4 separate regions of the Mus musculus genome follow, and all the other regions are linked to region 4. Evidence: chromatin contacts called from public Hi-C, Micro-C and capture Hi-C data. All regions are on one chromosome and are shown on one strand. The core of a region is the stretch at or near the end of the contact, and the rest is flanking DNA. Distances in the headings are between cores, read along the strand shown.

What was found. Hi-C and Micro-C count contacts between places; a contact is called where the count stands out from the background. Capture Hi-C pulls out chosen DNA fragments and counts their contacts.
Region 1: a contact with region 4 is called in a Micro-C map of embryonic stem cells, with 4 times the contacts expected there. The contact joins the promoter of B130016D09Rik here to the promoter of Brsk2 in region 4. A contact is called at or near these places in 4 of 39 promoter capture datasets (the 3T3-L1 cell line, embryonic stem cells, hippocampal neurons and 1 more), 1 of 484 Hi-C or Micro-C datasets (embryonic stem cells), 4 of 115 datasets of contacts at active chromatin or transcription factors (all in embryonic stem cells) and 1 of 9 other capture datasets (macrophages).
Region 2: a Hi-C map of rod photoreceptor shows a contact between it and region 4, with 4 times the contacts expected there. The contact joins the enhancer-like site here to the promoter of Brsk2 in region 4. A contact is called at or near these places in 1 of 39 promoter capture datasets (embryonic stem cells), 1 of 484 Hi-C or Micro-C datasets (rod photoreceptor), 3 of 115 datasets of contacts at active chromatin or transcription factors (astrocytes, forebrain and neural tube) and 1 of 9 other capture datasets (embryonic stem cells).
Region 3: a contact with region 4 is called in a capture Hi-C map of macrophages, with 4 times the contacts expected there. The contact joins the promoter of Muc2 here to the promoter of Brsk2 in region 4. A contact is called at or near these places in 11 of 39 promoter capture datasets (cranial neural crest, embryonic stem cells, hematopoietic stem and progenitor cells and 5 more), 8 of 484 Hi-C or Micro-C datasets (the AML12 cell line, the Ba/F3 cell line, bone marrow-derived macrophages and 4 more), 6 of 115 datasets of contacts at active chromatin or transcription factors (differentiating embryonic stem cells, embryonic forebrain, embryonic stem cells and 1 more) and 4 of 9 other capture datasets (adipose tissue, liver, macrophages and 1 more).

Annotation. Positions count from the first base shown.
Region 1 is chr7:142,282,207-142,284,906 of GRCm38.p6, forward strand. B130016D09Rik (a long non-coding RNA gene) reads left to right here and starts at 1,257. Exons shown (of 1, transcript XR_003946899.1): 1 at 1,257-2,700. Gm45889 (a long non-coding RNA gene) reads left to right here and starts at 1,008. Exons shown (of 2, transcript XR_870059.2): 1 at 1,008-1,260.
Region 2 is chr7:141,596,343-141,599,042 of GRCm38.p6, forward strand. It overlaps Ap2a2 (adaptor-related protein complex 2, alpha 2 subunit), which reads left to right. Exons shown (of 22, transcript NM_007459.3): 3 at 1,131-1,273; 4 at 2,360-2,553. Among named protein-coding and RNA genes, the nearest start is that of Gm16982, 16 kb to the right of the region's middle. Within about 2 kb of position 1,414, at least 2 of the 459 cell types and tissues checked have an H3K27ac peak or open chromatin away from gene starts, as enhancers often do. A contact at or near this core is called in rod photoreceptor, where this site is marked.
Region 3 is chr7:141,689,084-141,691,790 of GRCm38.p6, forward strand. It overlaps Muc2 (mucin 2), which reads left to right and starts at 1,257. Exons shown (of 48, transcript NM_023566.4): 1 at 1,257-1,361; 2 at 2,060-2,321. The coding sequence starts at 1,286.
Region 4 is chr7:141,948,494-141,951,197 of GRCm38.p6, forward strand. Brsk2 (BR serine/threonine kinase 2) reads left to right here and starts at 1,258. Exons shown (of 20, transcript NM_001009930.3): 1 at 1,258-1,686. The coding sequence starts at 1,593.

The DNA of each region.
Region 1 (2,700 bases), core at 7-2,506, 330 kb after region 4:
TGCCTGACAAAGTTTCTCATCTTCCCAGTCAACCAGTATTAGCTATTTTGACTCTACAGGGTACAGCAGAGAAATAAATTGAGTTTTTTGAGAGCATCAGCCTTTCTTGGCCATTGGTGAGCTTAGCTGGGAAGTTCATATGAGGAAGAAGGACCCTTCCTTCATAAGAGAGTCCTTGGGGCTCAGAGCAGCAAAGGTGACATGGAGTAATTTACAACTTTGCAAATCTGGTCCTCAGCACCCTGTGGCACCCTGAATGAATGCAGAGCACATCTTAACAATCCTCCTGCAGGGGACATCACTCCCTCCCCTTCCTTTTTAGCTGAGTAATCAGGAGGGCACAGTCTTACCCAGCAGCTGGTCTCATCTTTCTGCTGCTCTGCTTTGTCTTTTGGTGAACACATTCGTATGTGGGTTCATCTCTTTATTTCCTATCCTGCTTATTTTTGACCTTATTATGTACTCAATCTTGCAGGGCAAGCTTGATTTTTAGTGTGTACTATAAACACCTAATTTGGTTGCATGTTAGTGAGAGACTTGGGTGTAGGATGACTAGCAGGGGTCCTGTTTTATTTTGTTTTGTTTATTTGTATGAGGACATAGATGGGCACCCTAAATGTTGGAGACCATACCATAAGAAAGTAGGCCTTTCAAAGTTTTCCACCCTAACAAGCCAAATGGCCTTGTGCTAAGGAGCTGGTCTTCACCCCCTCCTCCCTGTTTCCTTCCTGGCACCTGAGGCTGTAAAAAGCTGAATTATAGTCCCCTCTTCCTTATCTCTTCCTGACTCCCAAGACTTCAAAGGACATGAGTTACAAGCTGAGCCCAGCCTGACACCCAAGGCTGTTAAGGAGGATTCTACATTCCAGAGATAAGAGTGCCTGGCCGCCTGCAGTTTGAATTAGGCCTTCATGTCCCCAGATGCCCACTTCTTTGTTCTTAGTTGATCCCCCTCAACCCCTCCCTATTCCCCTTAAAACCTGGCATTTCAGCCTAATAAACTGAGACCTTGATAGGAACCCTTCTTTGTCTCTGCGTCTCCTTCCTTTCCTCGCATTTCTCTTCAGGTTTGTGGTCCCCCTTGCACCCAGGAAGAACTGGGTCCTGCTGGGTGGGACAAGTGGCGCCTAACTGAGGTTCGGAGCGTTTTGCCTTAGGTGGAGATTACGGAGTTTGACTCCCCCAGAGAAGTTCGTAGGGACCCCAAGAAAAAAGAAGTGAAGGACTGCTTCAGCAGCTCACCGGAGAGAGAAATCCTTGGTAAGTGATTCATCTCCACTGAGAAATGGGAACTAAGCTTTCTAAAGAGGCAGCCTTTATAAAAGGCTTAAAGGTGGCTCTCAGGGAAAGAGGAGTTAGAGTTAAAAAGAAAGATTTGATAAACTTTTTTATTTTCATAGACCAGGCAGGTCCATGGTTTATTATAGATGGCGCAGAGATACATTGTAAGAAATGGATAAGAGTAGGAAGAGAATTAAGTGAAATTTTGGCAAAGCAGGACCCCGATGCTATTCCTGCAAATATATTTACTTATTGGAGTCTAATCCGTGATTTAATACAAAGTGCAGTTGATGATCCAGAGAAACAGCAGCCTTTGTCAGTGGCAGAATATTGCCTCTGTCCCCTGTCTCTGGAAGCTTCAGAGAGCTCCCTCCCTACTAAAAAGCCTCCAATAGCTGCAGACAGGCCCGAAGTCCTGCAGACTGCTCTCTACCCCCATATCCCGGTAAGCGCATTGCCTGCTGACCCGCCACTGATCAATCTAGAATTTAAAAAATCTTTGGCTGAAAGCCCTTTAATTTCTGGGGACACAGACACTTTAGAGGAAGAGATAGTCCGTCCCCGTAAGCCCGAGCGATTGCCGGGCGCTTCAGCTCCTCCCTGCAATGCCTCGTCCTACCTGCCACCAATCTGCGCTCCCGAGCCGTGGCCCCAGGCGCTGCCGGTCCCTACTCTCATTGATGCTAAAGACAAGCTCGCGTCTCAGGTAGCAGGATTACAAGAAGTTTTAGAGCTCCAGCAACAGTACGCCCGCCTTTCCACAGAGCTCGCTTCACTCCAAAATTCTTTAAAAGAGACTATCCTTGCCCCTCCCCCAGCCTCAGCCTCGGGCGGCGTAAAAAAGAAAGCTCCGCGAGCGGTAAAAACTAAAACATTGGCTTCCCCCGTAATTACTCGCTCCACGAGAGCTGCTAGCTACGACCCGCCCACTTCTACGGCGGAGACACAGCCCCCAGCCACCCGTGCCGAATCTGCTTCTGCAGAAATTGGGCCTTTAGAAAGGCCCCAGGCCGACCTCTCCTCGGACACTAACAGCGAGGGCGGAGAAGATTATGAGTGTGAAAACGAAGTAGAACGTGAGCCAGAGGAACAAATTTCTGCTCCTGTCCAACAAACAGAATTCCGCAGACTACGTTTTAAGCTCTTAAAAGAGCTTAACTCTGCGGTTAGAACTTATGGCCCATCTGCCCCCTACACGCTTTCGCTCCTAGAAGCTCTTCCGGGAGGCGAACATATGCTCCCTAGTGAGTGGATCAAAGTAATCCAAACTGTGTTAACACGCGGGCAATTTCTCTCATGGAAAGCCGATTTCCTCGATCGGTGCCAGACAATTGCAGTGGCTAATCAGAAAAATCCTCGGGCGCCATCTGCTGGCTGGACCTTTGAAAAGCTTTCTGGTCAAGGTAAATACGCGACAGA
Region 2 (2,700 bases), core at 164-2,663, 350 kb before region 4:
CTCCTTTCCTCCCAGCCTCACCACCCTGAGACTCCCGGCTACTCTTCCTCCGTTTCCTTTCAGAAAAGGGCTGGCCTCCATGGGTATTAACCAGCTATGACATATCAAGTTGCAGTAAGACTAGGCATTTCCTCTTCTGTTAAGGATAGACAAGGCAACCCAGTAGGAGGAAAGGATCCACGGGCAGGCAACAGAGTCAGAGACAGCTCCTGCACTTCCTGTTAGGAGTCCCACCAGAAGACCAAGCTACACAACTGTTACATATATGCGGAGAGCCTCGTTGGTCCCATGCAGGCTCCCTGATTGGCAGTGCAGTCACTGTGAACCCCGATGGGCTTGGATTGATTGATTTTTTGTGGATTTTCTTGTGGTGTCCTTGACCCCACTGGCTCCTACAATCCTTCCCCCTCTTCTTAGGATTCCCTAAGCTCTGCCTAATGTTTGGCTGTGGGTCTCCAAGTCTGTTTCCATCAGTTCCTGGGTGAAGCCTCTCTGATGGCAGTTTAGACCATACATATGTTATACCGACTTGGTGTCACCCGGAGACCCTGCCTAGGGAGAAGAATATATGCCAGCATCCCTCCTTACTGCTGCAGGATGGCTCAGGAATATTCCTGTGCTTTAAATGGGGTGCCAGTGGCTCTTGGTTACACGTGGAGCTTTGTGCTGTAGTAAGTCTCATGTTGAACCTGCTTTGCTGTGATTAAGAGGGAGTTCAGCCATGCCACAGTTTCTGGACTGTGTGTGGTTTAATGGCAAGGTGATTTGCCCCACAACTTTGTGAAATGGAAGATAATTTATAGTAAGTATCTGCCTAAGCCAATAAGCTTGTTTAGAGGATTAGCTTGATGGCTTGTGCAGAACTTGCAGATCTGTCTCTTCAGGGCTTTTGGGGCCAAGGCAGGTTGAGAGAGGTCAAGGCCCCCCTGGCAGACAGGCACTAGCAGGTCTTTTTGGCTACAGAGCACTGACTGCCATGTATTCTGGATTGTGGTGTGTATAGCTGCATGTCTGGCTGGAGGCCTGTGCCTTCTTGGAGTCTTTTACTACAATCTGTTACTGTACTATACAGATCTTTGTCTTATTAGCTTGACTACTAGATGTAAACCTTTTATTCACCTTTTCTGTAGGTGACAAGGCTCTTGATGGCTACAGTAAAAAGAAGTATGTCTGCAAATTGCTCTTCATCTTTCTCCTTGGTCATGACATTGACTTTGGACACATGGAAGCTGTGAATCTTCTGAGCTCAAACAGATACACGGAAAAGCAGATTGTGAGTATGGTTGAGGGGCAGGGCCCTGTGCCTTATGTGCAGTTTGCAGACTCCTTCTTCCTCTCTGTCGCATGTTGGGTGCCAACCACCTGTGCATCTGGCCTGTGTTACTGCCTGGTGCTGATTCCTTGTAGTCACGCCCATCCCAACGTGGTTCTCTGCTTCTGAGGACCAGTGGTGCCCAGGACGGACTCGGATGGCTGGCTCTCTTCCCACTGCTGCTTTCTGTTGGCTTAGGCTGCTGGATTCTCTGTGCTCACACCCCTGTGTCTGTTGCCCACAGCCTCAGTGCCTTCTTTTCACTGGGCCTTGCTAGAGAGTAAAGTGCCAGCAGTCACTTTACTCCATGGCCTTTTGCATGACTGCTTGAAACTTGCGTCTATGCCACAGGGACAGGCAATAAAGCCAGAAAAGGTTTGGTCTCTTCTTTGCAGGCTGCTCAAACTTGCTTAGGTTTAGAATTTCAGCTCTGCATTCTGTTATAGTAAGGCTGTCAATAACAGCTTTCTCTTTTGGTTAAAAATTTAACTTAACAGAAATTAAAAAATAAGCCAAATATCTTAGGATTTTTTTGTTAAAAAAATTAGCCTTTTCTGTTTTCAGGCTCCACATGCTTACCTTGTAAGTGATAGATCGATGATGTGAGACTGGGTTTGAACAGATAGTGAGGTGACAGTGGGGTAAGCCTGAGAAAGGAGTGAGTGGATAGCAGTAAGCTAGGTTGTGGATAGATATGCATATTTACTAGTGAGTGGTGCCAGGCTTGGTTCTTGCCATGATAGTTCCCTCCTATCCTGACATGAAGATGGTGTGGCAACTGAGCATAGATGTGTGAGCTACTGAGAAGGAAATGATATTTGGGGAAGGACTAAGTGGTCTGGTTCCCTTGTGCCTCTGACTTTGCACGTATTTTAGTGGGAATGCTGCATCAGGGCTGGGTGGTGCAAAAGTGCTGATCACTGGTACATGTCCGCGTCTCTGTGGCATCCACTGGGACGCTGCTAGAGGCTTTCCTGGCTTCCTTCTCTGCACTGTGTGTTAGGCGTCTTGTCATAAGCTCTTTGTCCCCGCCTTCTGGAAATACAGGGCTACCTTTTCATCTCTGTATTGGTGAACTCGAATAGTGAACTGATCCGGTTGATTAACAATGCCATCAAGAATGACCTGGCCAGCCGCAATCCTACGTTTATGGGTCTCGCCCTGCACTGCATTGCCAATGTGGGTAGCCGTGAGATGGCGGAGGCCTTCGCCGGAGAGATCCCCAAGATCCTCGTGGCAGGGTATGTATCTGGGTGCTGTGGAGGGGCAGCATGCACTTCTTCTAAACACACTCCACTGTGTGTAGTGAGGGATGTCAGGAAGGCCTGCTATAGAGCTCTGCCTGAGATCACTGAGACCTGATCACAGAAGGAGACCCTCTTAGCCTG
Region 3 (2,707 bases), core at 7-2,506, 260 kb before region 4:
GCCTGAGGTACTTTGTGACCAAATTCACTGTGTGTACTCTAACCAAAGTCAGGACCATTCCTTGTTTTCAGGAAGAGGAAGTATGGAGGGCAGGGCTGCTCCCCAGGTCTCAGTTTACCCTCCAGCTACAGCATGGGTGGACCTTGGGCACTGGTGTCTCTTGTAGGATCATGTTTATGGTTTTTACCAACTCTGATGCAGCCCCCTGATTCTTGGAGGCATTTCCAGATGTTGGAGAGGCAGCAGCAGCTTCGGGGCAAGCCCAGGGACTGAAGGTCACCAGGGTTACTCAAAGAATCATGTCCTTCGTGTAACAGCTGTGGCTAGGAACACAGAACAGGCTGCCTGAGCCCACGTGCCTTTGTGAGAATTGTTAGACTCAGGACACTTTGCAGGGACAGGACCTGCTGGGGTTGGGGCTAACCCCTCTGCTCAGACCCCATGCTCACACAGTGGCCTCTCCAGACTCAAGCTACTTCCTCTTGTACCCAAGGGACACGAGTCCAATGAGAGTTGTTGCCTAGGCTGAGGGCTGCCCAAGTTTTAATTACATGTAATTCCAGAGACTGGCAGAGCCTGGGAAAATAAGGGGATTAGAGAGTGGACTTAGCTGGGCTCAGTAGAGTATAGCAGGCTCCACGGAGACAGGTGGCCCCCCGCGTCCCCACTGCTCCTTGCCTTCTGCATCATGACATGGGGTCAGACACCCGTCCCTCTGGAGTCTTGGTTTCCTGCCACTCTTTGTCTTCCCTGGATGACGTGAAGTGAGGTGCAGCAGGAAGCACGGTTGTCTCAGCCCACACAGCTCGTGGAGAAACAGAATGGAGTCGGGGGACACTTGAAAGCTCCTTATTCTATCTAGGCTGGGCTGGAGGTTGTGGGGCTGGGCCTGAGAGCATTGAGAAGGGTATGGCAGACCTTGTGGGATGTAATTCCAGCAGGCACCTCCTGCCTTTCCCAACCTGAGTCTGGCCTGGCTTGTAGCTTAAAGGAATGGAGTTAGTTCACCTGGGGTGTGTGCTGGCATTGGGATAATTGGGGCTATGACATCCTGAGGAAGGCCAAGTTTACCCAGGGAGTCATATAAAGATAAACTCAGATAACCTGAATCAATATTTCCTCTCTGGGACCCATGGAGCCCCCACAGCTGTTTTCCTGATAACTTGGCAAATGCCCCACCCACCCTTCGCACCTCCCTCGTCCTCCGCCCTCGGATGCCTGCTAAGCATATAAGTCCTGGACCCCTGCCCTGGGATGCTCTTCTGTGCCACCCTCGTGAGCCACCATGGGGCTGCCACTAGCTCGCCTGGTGGCTGCGTGCCTAGTCCTGGCCTTAGCCAAGGGCTCGGAACTCCAGAAAGGTAAGGGGCTGGGTGATCTGGGTAAGGGAACAGGCAGAATCCCCTGAGGGTGGGAAGGCAGTTAGGAAGGGGCTTCTGGAACAGGAGGGCGTCCCCAGACAGAACCACTGCAGTGGGACTGGTCTTAAGGCTCTTACCACCACTCTGCGGTTGAAAGCTGAGGATGAGAAGCTGGGACCCCTGAGGGACCATTGTCCCTGGGAGGGGGGAAGGCATTGGATGTCTGGAAGAAGCCAAGCTTAGGATGGCTCCAGGTATAGAGGACCTTCGGCAAGCCAGTGCCTCTGGAGAACGGACTGGGTGTCCATATGGGACACTTCTGTCCCATCAAGATAAAGTTGTAGATGGGGGATGTCCCAGGGGGAACTCTTGAAGACTGAAGGACCCATCCCAGCCTCTTGCTGGTGGAAGGGGCTAAATGGAGATTCCCTTGAGAGGTTTGAGGTAGACAGGGTGACCATATTGCCTGAAGGCCTTTCTTGCTTTTCTACCTGCTTGGACTCCACATTATCACCTTGACTGAGAGGGGTGACCAATATTTAACAGAGACTGCTTCTACAGGGGGAACCAGAAACTCTGGTTTGGAGCCCCAGATGGGTCTCTCATAGGGAGACCTCTGGGATTAACTTGGAGGGTGGACTCAGGGAAACCCTTCTTGTACCCGGGTGTCTCACCTTGTGTCCCCACTGTTCTCCCAGAAGCCAGATCCCGAAACCACGTCTGCAGCACCTGGGGTGACTTCCACTACAAAACTTTTGACGGCGATGTCTACCGATTCCCTGGCCTCTGTGATTACAACTTTGCGTCTGACTGCCGAGACTCCTACAAGGAATTTGCTGTGCACCTGAAGCGGGGCTTGGGCGAGGCTGGGGGTCACTCCCAGATAGAGTCTATCCTGATCACCATTAAGGATGACACCATCTACCTCACCCACAAGCTGGCAGTGGTGAACGGGGCCATGTGAGTGCGATTACTACTCTTCTCTCCTGTCCTAGCAGCTAGGGGGATGCTTTTGGCTCCTTAGAGCAAGTTGTATAATTTAGCTAGCCTCCGGGATACCATCTCTTCTGCTCTGGTACATGCCTAAGTTTGAGGTTTGAGCTATCCATAGATTCATTCAACAAACACTGGGTGGTTCCCTCTGTAGACCAGGGTCTTCTTATCTGGTGAGTCCCCTGTAGATTTTCCTTGGGGGGCATGTGGGATAGGCTGGTGGCTGCCAGAGCGCGTCCCCAAGGCTAAAGTTGCAGAAGCTCAGAAGGGAGAGGCTGCTTGCCCTGCCCTATTGTTCCCTGGCTTTGTCTCTGCAACAATGAGGTCCTCTTAAATGCATTCCCGTCCTGCAG
Region 4 (2,704 bases), core at 8-2,507:
TAGTGCTGGAAAGAGTGGGGCGCTCCTCAAGTTCACATGGTGACACCTAAGGTGAGCAGGGGCAAGCAGGTGGCTGAAGGTGGAGGGGACACTTCATACCTTGGGACTTGTTCACCTAGTAGTACACTGTTGACTAGAGTAGCTTCCATTGAAGTACACAGTAAATATAATCCACATCTGTAAAGTTCTGAGCCTGGCCGCCATCAGTTCTCTTCCACCACCTTCCACAGCACATCTTAAGGAAACACAAGGGTTTCATGCAAGAAAAAGAGAGTCCCAGTAGGCCTGACCGCCTCCACCACCGTCCTTAAGGCCACACTCTTTTCAGAGGCTTCTCTGGATCTTAGGTGCCATGAATCTCCTTGACTCTCTGCTTCTCTTAAACATAGAAAGGGTCTACCGCTAAAGTCTTGGAGGCACTAGGGGGTCTGCTGCAGAGAGCCTCTGCTAGAGTTCACTGGCCCTGCTATACTGATGTCTACTGGCATACCAAAGAAACGCTGTCCCCTTCTTCCCACGGGAACAGAAACAGCGGGTGGAGAATGGCTTCCAGGGCATTTTGGACACTGCAGCTTACAGCTCTCTCGCCCGGCATAAAACATTACACTTAATACGCAGATCACCTGTATTCAGAGCTCTAGTCTGCACAGAGCACCCACGGTGAATGCAGCAACCCAACCTAAAAGCAGTATCTCCACACCGCCTGCAGAACCCGGCCTGCGTGCCATATCTTTGCCAATGCTCAATATCCCCACCCTGCAGGGAGCACCTGTGCCTGGTGACCAGCACTCCAAAACCGACTGCAGTACCCTGCCACGATCCAATGGCCCCGTTTTATATGAAAAACGCTCGCGAGGGCGGAAAACTCCTTCCAAAACCCAGGGGTTCAGGGAGAAACCCCTAGACCAAGGCGACCACATGGACGTCTTCCCAAGGTCTGCTTCCTGCGCCGTCCGGCATTCGTTTTAATGACAAGGCACCAGGCAGCTAAAGCACTCTCCGGAGGCTCCTGGCTCTGTCCTGGCCTCCCCTTCGCCCCCGCCCCAACAACACCCCAATCTCGCTTTTCCTGGCCCAGCGCGCTCTTAGAGACTGGCGGGGCGGTCCAGGCGGAAGACGCTGATTGGGCCATGCCTCTGATTGACAGCTGCAAGCACCAGTTGTCACGGTAGCTGCAGCCGGTGGCGCTCGCTCGGGCTCGGCTCGGGCTCGGAGGCACTCGAAGCGGCTCGGCTGCTCGTCTGGGCTCGGCTGAGTGGCTCGGTTCGGTTGCTCGGCGGGGCTCGGCTGCACGGCCGCGGACGGGCGTGCGCTGGGGGGGGGCGCGGGGCGCGGGCCTCGGAGGTGGCGGCGGAAGCCTGGTGCCCCCGCCCGCCGGGTCCTCTCAGAGAGGCAGAGCGGCATTCCCGCGGCCCGGCCTCGTACGGGTGCGGCGTGGGGGGCGGCGGGGGCGCGGAGCAGCGCGGCCCGCCCGGGGGCGCCGCGGGCCGGGTCAGCGCGGACGGCGCTCGGCGGACTCGGGCGCACTGCTGGCCGGCCCCTCCCTGCCCGCGCGCCCGGGCGCCCACTCGCCGGCGCGGGGCCCGGGAGCGATGACATCGACGGGGAAGGACGGCGGCGGGGCGCAGCACGCGCAGTATGTGGGGCCCTACCGGCTGGAGAAGACGCTGGGCAAGGGGCAGACAGGTGCGTGCGCGCCGGCGGCTGGGGGCGCGGGCGGGGCCGGGATGCAGGGCGGGCGCGCGGCCGTGGGGCCAGGGAGACCGTGCTGACCGGCCGGGTGGGGCCGAGTGAGGCCGCAGAGCAGGGATGCTGCAGGCTGGGCCCGGCGGCCGCGAACAATGGGCGGCGGTGCGCCGGCGGCCGCCGCACTCCTGGGTCCCGCGGTGGAGCCCCTCAGCCCACCGGTTGCAGGAGGGCGGGTGCAGCCCAAGGACATGCAGCGCGGCCTGGGGCGCACGGCGACTGGGGCAGCATGGGCCGGGCCTGGCGACTCCTGGCAGTCCCGCTGCAGGTGCGCGGCCCGGGGCCCGCATTGTGCGCCGGAGCGAGCGCCGGGCCCATTGTGCCGCGGGAGGAGGGGGACGAGCGGGCGCCCATCTGCCGTCTGCCGCGTTAATAGGCGTGCTGCCTGAGCAGCTGCGTCCCGGCCGCATGACCCCCACCTCCAGGCAGCGGCCACCGCCCGGCAGGTCCTGGCCTGGCTTTCCTAGGCTGGACCTCCCGTTCTGGTGGGGGTGACAGCGCAGGAACCTAAGGAAAGCTGGACAGCGCCTTCTTCTGCACCCAGTCTCAAGCCCGAGCGTCTGCGACATTGGGTTTCCCTGGGGAGGTAGAGGGTGACGGTTCCTGGGCTTGGGCCATACATCACCGCCTGGCGGTTGAAACAGACCAGGGCCTACAGCAGAAATGAACCTCCCCAAGAGTCCTCACTGTCTTTCCCTGGACAGGTTCCATTTCTGCACAGCTTTCCCATAGACCAGCCGTGAACTACCTTACATTTGGCCAGCTTTCTGGGGCAGCCTAGGTTTAGTCAGCCCCCTCATCTGGTCAGCGAGGCGCATTCACACAGTCGTCTTTGTGGGAGGCTGGGACTCAGCCATTTTCTTTCTTCTCCCAGGACTGGCCTGTCTTCGGCTGCCCAAAGGTCCGATTGGCGCTGCCCACATCTCCTTTCTCTTTGGAAAAAGTTCCCCAGAGCCAG